2 separate regions of the Mus musculus genome follow, and region 2 is linked to region 1. Evidence: chromatin contacts called from public promoter capture Hi-C data. All regions are on one chromosome and are shown on one strand. Each heading gives the region's core, a stretch centred on a gene start, on an enhancer-like site or on the middle of the called end of the contact. The rest is flanking DNA. Distances are from core to core; before and after follow the strand shown.

Region 1 (5,704 bases), core at 814-3,313:
TGTTGTGCACCATGGAGAATATAATTCCCCCAAATCCTCGCATCTGGATCTTGATTTTTATATCGACATAGGAGCAGGGAGATTCTTTTAGTTGAAGTTAGTTGGTTACAAAGGTGGTGGCACTTCGCATGGGTGGGTTGGTTGGACCTGACTCTATAGACTTCCACCAGTCAGGAATAGTTGACTATTTTAAGGAAGCCCTGGGAGTGAGCCCTGCTGTGACTGTGTAGTGGTGGGAAATGATCTAGAACGTGTTTCTAAAGTGCCTCTGTTTCCTGCCACAGGGTCATGCTCTTTAAGCTCTCAGAAGAAGTGAGCGAGTTGGAATTGAGATCTTTTAAGTTCCTTTTGAACAATGAGATCCCCAAATGTAAGCTGGAAGATGACTTGGTAAGACCTAATCTCCTGAAGATGGGTCACCTCTGGGGTTTCTGAGACCAGAGAGCCCTGCTAAACATAAATAGTATTCAAGGTTGTGATGGTGTTGTTGTTGTTTTGAAACATGGTATCCTATAGCCCAGGCTAAATCCAAACTTGCTATTTAGCTGTCTTCATTAGAGTTTTCCTGCTGTGAATAGACACCATGACCAAGGCAACTCTTATAAGGACAGCATTTAATTAGGGCTGGCTTACAGGTTCAGGTCCATTATCGTCAAGGCTGGAACGTGGCAGCGTTCAGGCAGATATGGTACAGGAGGAGCTGAGAGTTCTACATCTTCATCTGAAGGTTGCTAGCAGAATACTGGCTCCCAGGCAGCAAGAACAAGGGTATTAAAGCCCACACTTACAAGGCCACACCTACTCCAACAAGGCCACACCTCCCAACAGTGCCACACCTCCCAACAGTGCCACTCCCTGGGCCAACCATGTACAAACCATCACTGTAGCCAAAGTTGACCCTAAACTTCTGATCTTCCTGCCTTTATCTCCTGTTAATGTGGTTCCAGGATGTGGAACTCAGCACTTTCTGCACCGTAAGCAAGCACTCTGTCCACTGAGCAGCCCCTGTCTTCTCACTAGAAGAAAGTAGTTAGATAGGAACAGGTAGGTATGGCTCTAGTGCCTCTGCACAGTGAAGTGTTACTCGGCCACAGGGCCGAGCCAGAAGCCGGAGAGAGCAAGTTGTGCAGTTCAACAATACATGGGACCCAGCAGGGCCAAGGAGAAAAGGTGGCCCAGGGTCACATTTCCCTACTTCTGCTGCCCTTGAAACACGGCGTGTTCGCCCCCTCTCACTCCATCCCGGTGTGTATTATGTGTCTTTATGAGTAGGTTGTATGATGTGTCTGTGTCTACATGTTGTGTATATTGTGGGTGTTTATGTGTGGTGTAGGTGCCTGGGTATACCTCTGTGTGGCTTCTCTGTTGGTCTGAGTATATATGTGTGTGATACCTGTGTGTTGGCGGGGGTTGGGGGTTCTCTCACTCTGTAAATCAGTGTGTCTCTGTGTGCTCTGTGGTAGATGGCCTAAATTTGATGTATGCTTTGTCCAGATGTATCTCTGTGCGTTTGCTTAGGGTACCCGTGAACACAAGTGTGTGGCATCTTTCTGTGTGTTCGGTGCATATGACTCTGTGTGTATTAACTGAGGTTTAGAGAAAGCTAAGGTACCAGGGGCAATACTGGGGAATAATTCAGTCTCTAGGATTGGCCCATCCACATTCCTCAGGCTGGTCCATAGCTGAAGGCATTCTCATACTGGTTGAGAACAAGACCTGGGGACTGGGTGACACCTGACATGGCTTATTCATCTTTCCATCTTTTAAAATACTTTCAGGCCTTCCTGAGTACTGTCACCTGTGAGAGATCGGCCTGTGCTTGGAGGTGGGAGGGGGATCTATGTGGGAAATAAGACTGGGCCCTGAGTTTGGAAGAAGTAGAGACTAAACGAAGCCCCAAATCTCCAAGCCTGTGCTCTCAAGCCTTTTGTGCTTCACTCTCCTCCCCAGAGCCTGCTTGAAATTTTTGTAGAAATGGAGAAGAGGACCATGCTGGCAGAAAATAACTTGGAAACCCTAAAATCAATCTGTGACCAGGTCAACAAGAGCCTGCTGGGGAAGATCGAGGATTATGAAAGATCAAGCACAGGTAGCCAGCTAGTCAACAGCTGCGAGTTGGGAAAGCCCTCAGAGAAACAGCTCTTTCTGATCAAATTTTTCTTTTTCAATTCAGAGAGAAGAATGAGCCTTGAAGGAAGGGAAGAGTTGCCACCTTCAGTTTTGGATGGTAATTCGCACAGATACATTCCTTAGATTCTGAGGTGCTTGATTTCCGACTTCCTCTTGCCTTCTACCCACCATCTTCTGCCTCATCCTGATTAAGATGAAAGTTCAGTGGCCTCTTGTCACCTCTGCAGCTCTCTGAAAGCCCCATGGAAACATTCTCACAGTTACTCTGTAAGAGGCTCTTAACTCTGCTCTGGCCTTTGCTTTTGAAGAGAGTTGTGGGGAGCTAGACACAAATCTTTTCCTGGACATCCTTTTGTTTTGTTTTGTTTTGTTTTGTTTTGTTTTGTTTTGTTTTGTTTTGTTTTGTTTTGTTTTGTTGAGACAGGGTCTTTCTACCTCATCCTGGTTGTCTTGGAACTCTCAATGTAGACCAGGCTGGCCTTGAAATCATAGAAATCTATCTGCCTCTGTCTCAAGTGTTAGGATCAACACCTGACTTTTTCCAGAATGTTGTTAACCAAGTTTCTTCAAGTTTTTCTGCTCTGTGAGAGGCCCCTCAGCCAAGTGTCTCCTGTTAAGCCCAGGCACCCAGGTCCACACACACCTGAGTTCCTCCATTGTGTGCCTGCTCCATCCTGGGATACTCAAGCCAAGTTGCCTAGCTCATCCCAGAATGGAATTTGTCCAGTCCTCTGTTTCCTTACCTAGGAAACTGGATAGAACAAACAGAAGGATTCCTTCAACGTAGGGTGTCTCAGTTAGGGTTCTATTACTATGAAGAGACACCATGACCTAGGCAACTCTTATAAAGGAAAACATTTAACTGAGGCTGGCTTACAGTTTCAGAGGTTCAGTCCATTATTGCCATGGTAATAAAACGGCAGGGCAGGCAGATGTGGCACTGGAGATAGAGCTGAGAGTTCTACATCTTGATCCTAAGGCAGCAAGGAGACTGTGCCACTGGGCATGGCTTGGGCATATGAGAGATCTCAAACCCCACCTCCACAGTGACATACTTCCTTTAACAAGGCCACATCTCCTAATAGTGCCACTCTCCAGGGGCCACACATTCAAACACACGAGTCTATGAGGGCCATACCTATTCAAACCTATTCTCCCTATGTAGCTAGCTAGCCTGGAATTTGCTATGTAGAACAGGCTGGCCTCCAACTCATAGAGATCCATCTGCCTCTCTCTGCCTTCCAAGTGCTGGGGTTAAAGGTGTGTGCTACAACACCTGGCTCTTTCATTTTTTAAAAAATTTTTATTTATTTTTCAACTATGTGTATGTGTGAAAACATGAGTACATGAGTGTAGGTACCCATGAAGTCTGGAAGAGGGCATCAGACCTCCTGAAACTGAAGTTACTTACAGATGGTTGTGAGCCACCATATTGATGCTGGGAACCTAATCTGCACACTCTGCAAGAGCAGCCAGAGCTCTTAACTACTGAGCATCTCTCTAGTCCCCTCCAAATTTTTGATTAATCTAATATTCTGATTATAAAAATTTTCTGTGCTCTTTTGGGGGCAGTTTTTAAATTCAGAGAAAATTAAAACACCATCACTACTCTGTAAATACTAATATTGATAATATCTCTTCTGCTCTCACTATTGTTTTTGCTGTGTAATATATTTTGGATCACTCTTTATTTTAAATTTATGTGTAAATGTGTGTGGCTGAGTAAGTTTATGCATGCTGCATTTGTGTAGGAGCCTGAATACGTCAGAAGATAGCATCAGATCCCCTGGAACTGGAGTTACAGATGGTTGTGAGCCACCATGTGGGTGTTGGGAATCTCTGGTCCTCTGCAAAAATGTTAAGGTCTCAACAGCTGAGCCATCTCTTTAGCCGTGAGGATAATCCTCCTTTAAAGACTGTGCCTGAGTAAGAGAGCCAGTTCTTTCTTCCATCCACGCACACCTAAGCCTAGCTCTTTCCAACTACCTTCAGGATGTTTGACTCAGTGACTCATCCTGGGCTCACGCTTTTAATCAGTAACCGCCTAGCAAATGAGGCAATGTGCTCTTGGTTTTCAAGGGGTGCTAAGTACCCTTCCTACAAGATTGATATATCTGAAATATGTTCAAGGCAGTTTCAATGTTTATTTTTAAAAAATACCTAAGAGGCCAGTGAAATGCCTTAGTAGGTAAAACTGTCTGCCATACAGGGCAGGTGATCTGAGTTTGATCTCTGGAACACATGTAGGAGGGAGGAAGGGAGCCAATCTGCAGAGTCCTCTGTGATCTCCACACACACATGCCATAGCATGAGAGCTCCCTACATCAACACACACACACACACACTCTCCACACACACATGCCATAGCATGAGAGCTCCCTACATCAACACACACACACACACACACACACACACACACACACACACACACGCATGCACACACGTGCAAGAACGCACACATTCACGTACATACGCGTGCATGCACTTGCATCCTGAAAATGTTTTAAGGTCCTTAGGTTGTCCTAAGTGTGACGTTTTTTTGGTTGCTTGCAGAGATGAGCCTCAAAATGGCGGAACTGTGTGACTCGCCAAGAGAACAAGACAGTGAGTCACGGGTAGGTGTGTCTCCTACCTCTCTCTTTGCATTGGTGTTCCTGTTTCCTTTGGTTGGTTCCTTTTCAGCTGCCAGATAAGCCAATAAGGGGTAGAGCCTTTTGGAAACTCTGGAGAGAAAAACAGAAAAAACAAACAAAACAAAACAAAACAAACAAAACAAAACAAAACAAAAAAACCAAACAAACCTACAAAAGAACCAGTTAAGATAGCCTCTCCAGTTTTCTTTGTGTTACATTATCACTGTTTTGTTTGTCGTTTGAGACAGTGTCTCCTATAGCTCAGATTGGCTTTGAACTCATTATGTAGCTGAGGCTAACCCTGAACTCCTGATTCCCCTGCCTTTACTTCCCAAGTGCTAGGATTATAGGCATAGGCCTATAATAATTACGGTCACACTGGGCCATAATTGTATTATAAGGTCAAGGGCAGAGGTAAGGGGTTATTGAAGGGGAGAGACTGTGTGTGGCTTCCCCCCTCTAGAGCAGCGGTGTTAGCTAAAAATAGCACATGGGGGATGGAGTGGAAGCTTCAGGACTTTCTCTGGCAGGTTTTCTCTTTTAGCCAGACACCACACAGAGTTTTCTCCTTTGTGTTAGGCAACAAATAGGATCTCAGCATGTCTTAGGTGTTGTCTCCACGAAGCACATAGAGAGATTTCCTTCCTGGACATAGCTTCCGTTTATAACCTTCAGTAGCTCACCAAATATGGCTCAGCCATGAGGCTCCATGTGGCAGGAGGCTCAGGAAATCCTCAGCACTATGAATAGGGTCTGTACTAGGGAGGGCTCCTGAGCAGATCCTCAGGCCTGTGTTGGTCAGGAAGTCAAAGATCATGGACTCCATGGGCTGCTCTGAAGCATAGTGGTTTTCTACAGGGTCACCCTCTCCAAACAGAGGATGCCATGTCACTAACTTAGTAGCTGTTAGCATTACAGCATCTGAATACATTAATACAAGT
Region 2 (5,704 bases), core at 1,046-3,545, 120 kb after region 1:
TTTTCCCCATCTTGTAGAAAGCTTTGTGCACTGAATCACGTAATTCATTAAGAAAATCAAGGGCATTAGCTTCTTTAAGTTCGAAATATAGTTTCAACCATGGGTCTTCAAAATTCTCTTGAGCTCCCAGGAGGGAGAGAATCTGGAGAGGTTCCAATAGTTGAAAGTGCTGGTGGATCAACAAGCCAATTCCAGTATTTTAAAAGATTCATCCTGTACTTCTGTTATTCTAGAACCACTTCTGGTACCAACTTCGGTATTAGTCAGGGTTCTCTAGAGTCACAGAACTTATGGATAGTCTCTAGATAGTAAAGGAATTTATTGATGACTTACAGTTGGCAGCCCAATTCCCAACAATGGTTCAGTCACAGCTGTGAATGGAAGTCCAAGGATCTAGCAGTTACTCAGTCTCACACAGCAAGCAGGCGAAGGAGCAAGAGCTAGAGCTAGACTCCCTTCTTCCAATGTCCTTATATTGTCTCCAGCAGAAGGTGTAGCCCAGATTAAAGGTGTGTTCCACCACACCCTTAATCCCAGATGAAAAGGTGTAGCCCAGATTAAAGGTGTGTTCCTTAAACTTGGAGATTCAATCTTCTGGAATCCATAGCCACTATGGCTCAAGATCTCCAAACCAAGATCCAGATAAGGATCTCCAAGCCTCCAGATAAGGGTCACTGGTGAGCCTTCCAATTCCGGATTGTAGTTCATTCCAAATATTGTCAAGTTGACAACCAGGAATAGCCACTACACCATGTAAAGCAGATGAGACACAGTCCTGGAATAAGATTCTTATCGCCAGATGATTTCTCAACACAAAATTAAACTAAGGAAAATCCCTTATATAGAATATATCAAGATCACATAATTCAACAGGATTTCACATAATTCATATGATTTTTGCATAGACTGCATGAATTTTTAAATGGCCAATAACTGCATATGAAAGCACACTCAGTGTTATTAGTCATCAAGGAAACTAAAGTCCCCAAAGAAGCTACAGTGCAGATTACAGAAATGGTTCAAAGCAATGGACTGACCTTACCAAGTGATCATGGTGTGGGGCAGCAGCCAGCAGGGCAGAACCTACAGCCTTTGCTGGTCTTAAAGACAAGTTTGATCAGAACACGATCATATTCATTCTTTCATGGTTAATCTATGACTGCTTTTCTGTTACAATAGCAAAGAAGGTTAAAAAATAATAATTTTAAAAGCACAAATTAAAAAATCTTGTGGGCATGGTGACACATGCTTTTTTTGTTGTTTGTTTTTTTCAAGACAGGATTTCTCTGTGTAGTCCTGGCTGTCCTGGAACTCACTCTGTAGACCAGGCTGGCCTTGCACTCAGAAATCCGCCTGCCTCTGCCTCCCAAGCACAGGGATCAAAGGCGTGCACCACCACTGCCTAGCCGACACATGCTTTAATCCCAGCAATTAGGAAGCTGAGACAGGCAGGTCTCTGTGAGTTCAAGGGGTACAAAGAGAAGTACTATCTGGAAAAACCAAAGAAAGGAGAGAGAGAGAGAGAGAGAGAGAGAGAGAGAGAGAGAGAGAGAGAGAAAGAGAGAGAGAGAGAGAGCTATGTTTGGGTCAATCAGTAGATATGTTTGGGTTAATCAGTAGAGGCTGAGAAATTGTTTTGAGATTGTTTGAACCTTGAAGAAATGTTGTCTCTCTAGAGAATCTGTACTAGGTGCTACGTGAGAGTGTGCAGCTAGAACCAACCTTGGTCCTAGGGTACTCCTGGCAAACCTGTGGTTCTTACTTTGTTTATGGCTAGCCAATGACTGAGATCTGTGTGCGCTGTCTGCTCTCAGGGACAGCAAGGGCAAGATAACTTTGGTAGCTGGAACCTTTCCCAGCCTCAAGTAACCTTGTATAATGTTTGAATAAAGTAACTAGAGTGAGCTGGCTGAGTGTCAGTCTTTTCCAAGAAGGCTGAACCCCTCTGCTCCTTTGGAAAATGAAGTCTGGTCCTTATGGCAGCACAGCAAGCTCTCTTATGTTCTTTTATTTATTTATTTTTAAAATTATTTATTCTTGCAGATATAACATCAAGGGCCTACAACTTTGTCTTCCAAATCCACAAGTCAGTGAGCTAGCTTACAAGTCCTGCTCACAGGGGTTCAGTGGATATATGGGAGGCAGGCACAAAGAACTGCACAGAAGGCAGACTTTGCTAATGTGAGAGGAGACAAGGATGAACTGACTTAAGTCACTCTGTCTCAGGGTCACCAGGCTGCATAGGGAGGCTGGGGTTTCATCACAGCAGGTCATGCAGATCAGACTGAGGAATTTGCACTTTGTCCGGTAGGAAATAACACTTCAACATTATCAAAGTGAACTCACCAGTGATGCTCTCCGAGTCTCTATGATTGCTACTCATGAGGTTTGCTTCACCTGTTCGTGATTTGAAAATGGCATTCTGGGATTGACTCATGCAGAATCCTTTCCTGCTTTGGTTGAAAGGGGCAGCTTTCGTATGAATCGCAGGAAAGGAAATCCATTAAGCCATTTAGTAAAGAAATGGGCGTGGTCATATGGATATTTTCTTTAGAACAGATTTTCTGCGATGAGTCAGGTGACATCTGCAGCTGTAAGTGCTCTCATGTGGTTACCAATCCTGGACAGTCATGGCCTAAAACAAAGAACAGAGAGGGTGGTCAGAATTCAGCATGCTCTTTAATAACAGGACTCTAATCACCTGCCATTAAAAATGTTTTTCTAAGACATACACAACAACATGAGTAAACCTCAATGCAATTAGGGTGGGTCAAAAAAAGAAAGAAAAGAAAAAAAGTCAGCTCATGGTTTATGATTGCATTTTTGTAAGACTTCTAGGAAAAAACTCCGCCACCACCAATATATCTACAATGTCAAAGAGCAGATAACTGGCTGGGTGAGGGAAGGACTTGGGCACAGGAGAAGAGTTTGGGAACGACACATGTAGCCCGAGTGATGGCTTCAAACGTGCATGAATGATGCCAAGTGTAATCCAATTCCACAGCTGAAGCATGATGTCAGCACTCTTTACTGCAGTGCCCTATCATGGAGAACTGCAATGCAGTGCTGCAGCGCACAGGCCTGGAGGCACATGGAGGCACATGCATGCCAGGCCTTTATGCTGTATGTAGAACAGTGAAACGCTACTTGAAGGCAAACTGCGACGGAGGAACCATGTACACGACAATCCAAAAACAAATAATGTAATAACTTAAGAACTGTAGATAATAACCAATAAAAGAGACGAAATGGAGTAAGTTGTTCAGCTCTGGCCACTGCTGGCATTTGTGTCATTTGTGTGGCCCACACTGAATGAACCTTAACAACACTTGCCCTGTCCTGACTAGATGCTAGCAGAATCTCCTTTCTAGGCCTTCTCCTAGATGCAACAGGTAAAATGTCTCCAGACACTGCCAGATGTCCCTGGAGGCAAAACTACTCCTGGTGGAGATCCACTGATAAAAAAGAAATTCAACATCACTCAAAATATTTATCTGCTGGACCATGAAACTTAGCTAAGCTTTACTCACTATTGGATAGACAGGGCCTAGAGAAAAGGCTGATTCAAAGCTCTACCGATAACAGTATAAATTGCTATAAGGTTTTAGAAAGGCTTTCCCAATGTCTACCAAGCTTTCGATGCACAGGAACTGCAACTCAACAATTCTACCAACAGAATTTATACACTGTAGATATTCACAAAGCATGCCCGACATAGGGACAAGAATACCCACACAGTACTGACTTAAGTATTTTGTTTTCAGAAGCACACATACAAGTGGAATGACCATAATGATATGTTTCAGTAATGCGTACATGTAATGCATAATGTTTTAGTAGTTTAGTAATGTGCATGAAAGGAGTCAGAATCCAGGCCAGGAACATGTGATCCCAGCACTCAGGAGGCTGAGGCAAAGGACAGTGAGTTGGAGGCCAGCTTAGGCTACAGAAAAAGTTTCAGGTAAACCTACACAACTTAACATGACCTAGTTTCAAAACGATCAAAGAGCCAGGCATGGTGGCACACTCCTTTAATCCCAGCACTTGGAAGGCCAGAGGCAGGTGGATCTCTAAGAATTTGAGGCCAGACAGTACTATATAGTGAGATGTCATAAAGAAACATCAAAACAAAATAAACAAAGGTTGCAATGCAATGTATTTATACACACACACACACACACACACACACACACACACACACATATATACATGTACATATATGCCTACTTAAAACAAAGAACAACAGAAAGCAGGAACTTATCGGGAACTTATTCAGCTGGGTGTGGTAGTGCACACCTGCAATCTCAACACTAAATGGGGAGAGGCAGGAGAAATGTGAATTCAAGGCTCCTGTGAGAGATGGGAGTGGAAGGAAGGGGGTGTTCAGTGCTAACTAGATGCTTTGCATAAAGACATCTGTTGAGCAGTCATAGCTGCTTCTGTTAGGGCTAGTGCATCTTCATGAAGTTGTCTTATGTCTAAGTAGAGATCACAGAAAAAACAGTCAGTGAAGAACAGAGATACAATTAGAAACACGAGGGATACAAGTCTCAGAGACAAAGTGCAAAGTGAGCAACAGAATTAGAGGAGTCAAAGGGGAAATTAGAGAGGCTTAAGAATTAAGTGACCTTTTGGAAAACAATGTAATTCAACAGTTAGGGCTCAAACCAGGCTGGTAAACAAATTATCAAGTAAGAGAGGAGTTTAGTGAATACAGATCAGAATTTCCCATTACCTAGACTTTCAGATTTCCACAAATTGGCACACTTTAAAAACTTCTGTGGCCACTGGCACAGGATTTCCATTTCTGACCCTCCATTTCTTACCCTCCTTTCCTTTTGAGATTTTATTTTTATTTAATGAATGTAAGTGTTTGCCTGTGGAAGAGAGCATCTGATCTCCCTGGAACTGGAGTTATAACAACTTCGAGCCGCCATGCAAGTGCTGGGAACTGAACTCAGATCCTCTGGAAGAGCAGCCAGTGCTCTTGACTGCTGAGCCATCTCTCCAGTCCCATTCATTTTATTACTTCCTAAAACTTTTTATAAAAACCCAAACCAAAAACCAGAATAAGCAACAGTTCTTTTCCTGCAAAAAGCTTGCTTGCATAACAAAAATTCAATTTTTCTATAATTGAATGCTGATAATTTTAATAAATACTTAACATTTCTTTTACATGTACAACTATTTTCCTGGAATAAGTTTGCAATTCAGTAATGTGGATTAGCCAGTACAATACTAAGCAAAGCTCACAATATTTGTTAGGTACCATGATTCTTGTCATCGAAGATCATTTTCAAGTTCTAAGGGCACTCTACTGTATACACTTGGGTTTCCCCATAGTATCTTGCTATTCAGAATTGTGATTCCCAAACCAACCACCACAAAGGGAACAGAAATGTATTTGGATGAAACCAATAAAGATTTGCATCCTGAACTGGAGAGGAAGAAGAAAGAAGCCTTCTCTGGGTATAACACATCTAGAAACATAGATGAAATGTTAATGACGCTCTGTCAACATCTGTGACTTTTCTATGTTGTGTTCATGTCAGAGAAACTTTTTAATTAATCTCTTTTAAAGTTAAAAATACCCCAAACCTGGACTTGAAATAGGGGCGCAGGAGGTAACTCAGTCAGTGACAGCCTGCCATGTAAGCCCGAGGAGGAGGCCCATCAGAAAGCCTAGAATAGTGGTACTTGCTTA

Evidence for each region. Capture Hi-C pulls out chosen DNA fragments and counts their contacts.
Region 2: a contact with region 1 is called in a promoter capture Hi-C map of liver. The contact joins two enhancer-like sites. A contact is called at or near these places in 3 of 9 other capture datasets (adipose tissue, liver and pancreatic islet).

What each region holds. Positions count from the first base shown.
Region 1 is chr1:58,826,923-58,832,626 of GRCm38.p6, forward strand. It overlaps Casp8 (caspase 8), which reads left to right. Exons shown (of 9, transcript NM_009812.2): 3 at 285-390; 4 at 1,951-2,089; 5 at 2,174-2,227; 6 at 4,684-4,745. Among named protein-coding and RNA genes, the nearest start is that of Casp8, 34 kb to the left of the region's middle. Within about 2 kb of position 2,064, at least 1 of the 459 cell types and tissues checked has an H3K27ac peak or open chromatin away from gene starts, as enhancers often do. A contact at or near this core is called in liver, where this site is marked.
Region 2 is chr1:58,943,901-58,949,604 of GRCm38.p6, forward strand. It overlaps Trak2 (trafficking protein, kinesin binding 2), which reads right to left. Exons shown (of 16, transcript NM_172406.3): 2 at 2,347-2,635. The coding sequence starts at 2,437. Among named protein-coding and RNA genes, the nearest start is that of Trak2, 27 kb to the right of the region's middle. Within about 2 kb of position 2,296, at least 24 of the 459 cell types and tissues checked have an H3K27ac peak or open chromatin away from gene starts, as enhancers often do. A contact at or near this core is called in liver, where this site is marked.